Regions from separate parts of the Sus scrofa genome. Here region 1 is linked to region 2. Evidence: chromatin contacts called from public HiChIP or PLAC-seq data. All regions are on one chromosome and are shown on one strand. Each heading gives the region's core, a stretch centred on a gene start, on an enhancer-like site or on the middle of the called end of the contact. The rest is flanking DNA. Distances are from core to core; before and after follow the strand shown.

The links. HiChIP or PLAC-seq counts read pairs in DNA pulled down with a chosen protein or histone mark.
Region 1: an H3K27ac HiChIP or PLAC-seq map of alveolar macrophages shows a contact between it and region 2. The contact joins two enhancer-like sites. A contact is called at or near these places in 1 of 47 Hi-C or Micro-C datasets (embryonic fibroblasts) and 1 of 2 datasets of contacts at active chromatin or transcription factors (alveolar macrophages).

What each region holds. Positions count from the first base shown.
Region 1 is chr1:40,653,419-40,656,859 of Sscrofa11.1, reverse strand. No RefSeq gene overlaps it. Among named protein-coding and RNA genes, the nearest start is that of GJA1, 350 kb to the left of the region's middle. Within about 2 kb of position 1,884, at least 7 of the 83 cell types and tissues checked have an H3K27ac peak or open chromatin away from gene starts, as enhancers often do. A contact at or near this core is called in alveolar macrophages, where this site is marked.
Region 2 is chr1:39,858,389-39,861,525 of Sscrofa11.1, reverse strand. It overlaps SMPDL3A (acid sphingomyelinase-like phosphodiesterase 3a), which reads left to right. Exons shown (of 8, transcript XM_003480256.4): 3 at 64-208. Among named protein-coding and RNA genes, the nearest start is that of SMPDL3A, 9.2 kb to the left of the region's middle. Within about 2 kb of position 1,790, at least 2 of the 83 cell types and tissues checked have an H3K27ac peak or open chromatin away from gene starts, as enhancers often do. A contact at or near this core is called in alveolar macrophages, where this site is marked.

The sequences.
Region 1 (3,441 bases), core at 635-3,134, 800 kb before region 2:
AAACCATTCAGAGCCAATTCTTCCCCCTGCTGGTCCTTCCTACCTACCTCCCCCAAATTATTAAAAAATCATGGTTAATGAATCATCAGTCATTTATAGTTACATATTATTACAATCATTTTTATAGGTTGTGTCACACACATACAAAGACATCCTATACACACTATGTTACAAACTCCTTAAGAGCAGAAAACAAGTCCTAATCATTTGAATTCTCAATGTCAGACACTGTAGGTTCTCAGTAATGTACCTGGTACTCAACAGTCACTCTGTTGAGTTGCATGAGGAGAAAGGAAAGCAGTAAATGTTCCAGTTAGTAGCAAAGTTACGCTCAGATTCATGTCATGGATTACAGAGTGAGGGTCCCTTAGACCTACACTTCCCCTCAGGAGAATTTACAGTGATGATTTTACTGATTTTCTGTAATTCTGAGATGTCAAATGACTAGAGATGGAAAGAGCAGGACAATTTGATGATTTAGAAGAAGAAACAAAGAATAATGGGGAAAAAGTTACCCTTCACCTCTTGAGTTGTTTCCAGTTTAGAATCCTGGAATTCCTTAGAGTTCAGGGCTGACTTCTGGTACACAGCACACCCCCTTGTTTTTCCTTTCCACTAGCAGCCCACTTTTGCAATCTCTGCCCTCACTCTGCACAGACAACCACTTCCTGGCTGCTCCACCCCTTGGATCTAGAGTTGTACACACCAGTCGTGTGGTCAGCATTTTTGGAGTCTAGCCAAAGGAAGTGGCCTATGTAGGGAACATGAAATTCTCTGGTGTCTGGAGTGTACTCTGGAAGGGTAAGCAAAAGCCTGTGGCTTGGTCCTATAGATTCCTCATGCCACTGGGAGAAAGAAAGCTGAGCAACAGCCCAGTGGGGTCCTAACAGCTAGTTCTGTGAGTAGAGGCATCTCCTGACAAGGTATAAGGGTGGTACTGAAGTGAAGACTATCTAGGAGACAGCAGAGAATAGCACTGTGTTATCATTAAATAGGGAGGATTTTAATAGAACAAGAGGTGAGAAAATGTTTGGAGAAACTATAAAGTCTGTACTTAATAGAATGGGAGCCCTATAGGACAAAGTGGGACAACATAGACAAAAAGCTACAGACGGAAGTAAATATAAATTAGGGGTAAATATTAGCTCATAATCTCATTTCCTCCCCCTCTGCCTTTCTTGGCTCCCTATACCTGGACACAGTTGTTCCTTACCTTAGAATCACACTCACTTCTCTTTCCTAAATATGCCTTTTCCTTGCTGTCTACAATAGGCTTTGAAAGAAGACATTTCTAGATTCAAGTCCTCCTTCTTTCATTAATTATTTATATAGCCATCAGTAATTTGGGTGGCAAGATTTCATTTCTCATAGACCTGAGATTAAGATGGGTTACCAGGTTTATTTGAGGAGAGTGAGAGAGTTGATAGCTAGAAATGCAAAAGCAGAAGATACCGAGATACAACCAGATATTTATCAGAATTTCCCATGAAAGCTTTGTGCTATAGTATATAGAGCCTGTTTTGTCAAGAACCTTGCAATTGCTAGAGACTTAACTGACACAATCTATTAGAAGTATGGAGAGAGAATTTATTTCAGCCATAACTACTTTCCCAAATAATTTATCAGTCATCTGTTTTCCTCTACCTACCACAGGTAGAGCCCTCCAGAAGCAGAGGCTAAGATGGAGCTCAGAGTGCAAGCTGTTACCTGTGATGGGAAAGGCAAAGGGAGAAGTGAAACCATGATGCAGGTCCTGCTAAACCTCAACCAACCCCCTGAGTTAATATTCTGCATTGACCATGAGGTCTTTCCCAAGACTGGTCAAAATGGCTGGTCTTGATAATGTTGCACAGTCACTAATGTGGGCTGAATCATAAGGGCATGTCCTCAGGTGAGGCAACTCTGTCAGATGAGGCAGACTCTGAAGAAGCTGATGGCTAGAGGCCATCGGATGGCCACACTCCCCGCAGCTGGGCATCCAGTCCTTCCCTGAAGAGAAACCTACACAGCACATCTCCATGTCAACATCAACATCTTTGACTCTGCTTTCTTTCTTAAGGGCTGGCTTCATTCCAGGGCTTTTCTAAAGTTATGATGAATGTGTTCACCAAAAATTTGAGACTTATGTTTTACCACCAGGACAGCTTTAGAGGAAGAATTTCCTTTACAAAAATTCCAGTTAAGGTCCTGAGATTGGATATTATCAGTTTGGCTTGGGGTCATGAGCTCACTTCCAGCACCAGGGTCCAAGGTTAGCCTCACCTCTACCAAATGGACTGAGAGCAGGAGTGACAAGATTCCCTCAAGGCACATCATGATACTGTGGCCCAACAGAGTGTGTTGGCGAGCAAGAGATAGATGTCTTTTTCCCTGCTGTAGGCCTGAATACTCATGCACCCTGGAGGCTTTCCAGAGTGGTCTGGGGCTCCCCAAAGAATTATGGGACTGCACTTAATTCCAGGTAGAAGATCTCAAAGGATGTCATTAACATTCACAGAAACCCTCATTATTTTAGAAGACATGACCTTGAATTCTCTCTAAATAAAAAAAAATTCATAATATTGTAATGTAAAATTATTACAAATTCCCCTTTCCCTTTCTACAAATTGTACCAATTTTATAAAGCACCATTTGCTTTGCTTTTATTTGTGATAGTGTGGAGAATAACTGTGGTATTCTGCTCCATACTGAATGGAAAAGTAGCACAAGAACACAGTACAAAGAGTCTTTCATGCTGCAAAGACGCGTACTCCCCTCGGCACGGAGAACCTCTACCACTGGGACTGAAAAACTGCAAGTCTGTGAAAAGAAAGAGATTTCCACATTCAGAAATACTTCATACATTTAAAGCAGGATCAGTTTTGTGTGTGTGTGTGTGTGTGTGTGTGTATTGACACGCATTTTGTGTGTGGGTCTATGCATGTACAGATGTTTAAATTTTTATTTACAATCTCTTTGTTGGGTTTATGAAAGTTTTTTCCTCTTTGGAGTGCTGAGTTTCTTTGTCTTAGATAGAGTAAACCAGGGCTTATACTCTGAGGCACATATCAATGCAGCCACACTTTTATTTAATATTGAAATATTTTTCTACCGGTTAGGAAATAGCGTGACAGTAAATGTGCTAAGTACTCAAATTAATGAATTTCAGCACATGGGGTTTTTCTCAGAAACCACACACCACTGTAATTCCAAGGTTTAACTTTTTTTTTTTTTTTTTGGTCTGGCACCAGAGCACAGATCTAGAAATCCTGCTGAAGAGATCCTTCTATTTCTTTCAAGGGCTGAGGAATTTCTTTGGGGTTCAAATGTCCTTGGCTGGGAGAAGGGAGCTCACACAATCTTGTTGAAGAGAAACATGGTGATGGTTGAAGGGTTCGGGAGAAGTCTGTGACATAGGCAGCACAAGTGGGACTTAACTTTCAGACTGTGGTAATGGCCTCT
Region 2 (3,137 bases), core at 541-3,040:
AAGTCCTCAAGTGACTTTTTATAGAAACTGATCTTGTTCTCTCTGATTCTGTCTCCTTTTTAGGGATAGCCCACCTCATGTTCCAGTGCATGAACTCTCAACAGACAGAGTCATAAATGTGATTGCTAATATGACAACCACTGTCCAGAGGCTCTTTCCAGATCTCCAGGTTTTCCCTGCACTGGGTAATCATGACTACTGGCCACAGGTAAATTTGACCACAACTTACAGAAATGCTTAAAAGATTTTGCCCATCAGTAGACTTAAAATTATGCTTATAACTAGCTGATAACAGGGTCAGGGAGGGGCCTCACGGAGGCAGAGTATGCTCTTACTGCTGACCATTGAGGAAGGAAAGACATGTGCTTTGGGGACTTGAAAGTGACTGTTAATAGTTGATACAAAGTTAGGTCCCTAGTGAGTTTTCGGAAGCCAGTTATCCAGTTTGTGGTTTATTAATTCTGGATTTCCTTTATATTCTTCCTCAGTTTCTCCTTTCTTTTGAATAATTTTGTTCATTTGAATTTCCATGTTCAGGTTAGTAAAAAAGGTTAATGTTAACAAGTGTTTACAATTTGTCAGAATTTCTATTGGGTATACTATGCTACCCATACTCTGATCTAAGCTAGATTGTGATTAAAAACAAAAGCATAGCAAATTATCATAAGAACCAATGTTCAAGATGTAATTCAAGGTAGAGATTGCGTTCAGAATATTTAAGGCTTGAGAGAACCCAGGCTTCACCCTACTAGAACAGCTGTTTATTAAGCAGACTGTGTATTACAAACAGTTGGATACCAGCCCTGGTTTCAGGAATCTGCTATCGTAGTGTAGAATCTTAGATTTGTACGTATTCAGGAAATCTTAGAGACTATTGTTTTGTGCAGGGCTTGGCAAACCATGGCCTGTAGTCCAAATGTGCCCTGACACTTGTTTTTGTAAATAAAGTTTTATTGGGACACAGCTGTGGCTATTCTTTCTGCTTTGCCTGTGGCTGCTTTTGCACTGTAATGGCAGAATAGGATGGTTGCCACAGTGACTGTATGGCCCCAAAGCCTGAAGTGTTTATTTGATCTTTTATAGAAAAAGTTTTCTGATTCCCTAATCTAGATCAACTCATCATTTTACAAATGAGAAAACTGAAGCCCAGAAATATGAAGTTGCTAGTTCAAGTGCTCATGGTCACTTATTTAGTGGCAGAGCCCACATCCTGGGTCTTTTGGGTTCAGCTAAACAAATTTCCTCTCACACACATCCTTTGCTCTTGCCAGACTGACCTATTAATGTTTCCTGAACATGGTATTTACTTTCATGCTTGTCGTTGCCTATGTTTTTCTTTTTGTTTAGAATATCTTTTCCATCTCACATCAAAAGGATGCTTAATGAGGGTTTTTTTTTTTTCCCCTTTTTTTTGGCCATCCTGAGGCACATGGAGTTCCCGGGCCAGGGATCAGATCTGAGCCACAGCTGTAGCTACACGGGATCCTTAACCCATTGCTGGGGCAGGCCAGGGATTGAACCTGTGACCAGGGCCTGCAGAGATGATGCTGATTGTACCATATGATCCCATTTTACCATAGCGGGAACTCCATGAGGGTTTTGATTATATTGGTTAATCTAACCTGAATACAGTGACTTTGAAAAGTTGTATTCTAGGACAAGCTCAAGTTTCAACTGACTTCTTGGCCCTGGGCCTCTAGTCTTGAGATGAACAGTATGGGAGTCTTTGTGAGTCAGCCTCTCAACTGGTGGTCAGTTTTTGTTACAACTGAGATGTCAGCCCACACAGGGCAGAGGTTTCGGGAACCGACAGTCTCCAGGAGCTGGAAGTTACACACAATGTGGAAGTTGTGCACAATGTGGAAGTTGAGCACAATGTTTTCATATGCTTTAGGTGCCAGGCAGACTGGCATAATGGAAAAACATGTGGGGTTTAGAGTCACATTTACTAGAACTAAAAAAACCTGTCCTACCCTGCTTCTAATAGCTTGAGCAACTTGGACAGTAATTCACGTAACCAACCCTGATCATTTGTAAACTTGAAAAGCCTTAGGGAAAGTTAGTGATACTATAAGGAAAGGGCATAGTTTGCTACTTGCACATGATAAGCCCTCAGTAAGTGGAGAGGTGGTTATTGTAGCATTAAGCAATGACATGGGATCTGTGTTTCCCAACACCATTTAGGATTTCTTTCTTTCTTTCTTTCTTTCTTTTTTTTTTTTGCTTTCTTAGGGCCACACCCACGGCATATGGAGGTTCCCAGGCTAGAGGTTGAGTCAGAGCTACAGCTGCCAGCTTACCCTACAGCCACAGAAACGTGGGATCCACCTGAGTCTGCAACCTCCACCATAGCTCACAGCAGCACCAAATCCTTAACCCAGTGAGAGAGGCCAGGCATCGAACCCACGACCTCATGGTTCCTAGTCAGATTCGTTTCTACTTTGCCACAATAGGAACTCCCGTTGTTTTTGTTTGTTTGTTTCATTTTATTTTTATCTCTGCTATTTTTTCAAAGCCAAAGATATAGATGCACTATAACTTCTAAAATATATCCTATTATAGGTACAGCTAGGATGAATTGGGCAGCCTGTATTCCTTAAACAGTTAATTTTTTCTCTTTCTAGCTTATGCTCTTATATCTGAAAATCTTCTTTCTCTTATTCTCCTGCCATCCTTCCACCTCAGTTACTACAAATGTCAACTGTAATTTGAAAGTCCCACAACAAATTCTCCTAGAGACTCATATCTGAGATTGAATTCTGGTGAACGTATAGTAACAAATAAATTGGGTGTGTCATGTCTCCATTAAAACACCATAAACATGTACCTAAACAAAGCTGCATAAACATACAAATACAGACACAAGACCCTACCTGTTACATCAGAAGGAGATATTTGTGTGGATAGCCCAGGAATTTCTTCCCATTGCTGCTCAAGAAAGTGTTCTGGGCTGGAGACCTCTTGTACTCCTGCTCTGGTGAGGCCACCAAACTGGGGTTGTGGTCAGTTCCCATTATTTCTCAGCAATTTCTCAGCAGCGATCATGTCACAGCCAAAAAGGATTGAGATTATAGCATGGTACAAAAATAATTGGATCTAAGAGTGATGGAAGAAAGACTTGAGATTCAGCCCAGCTG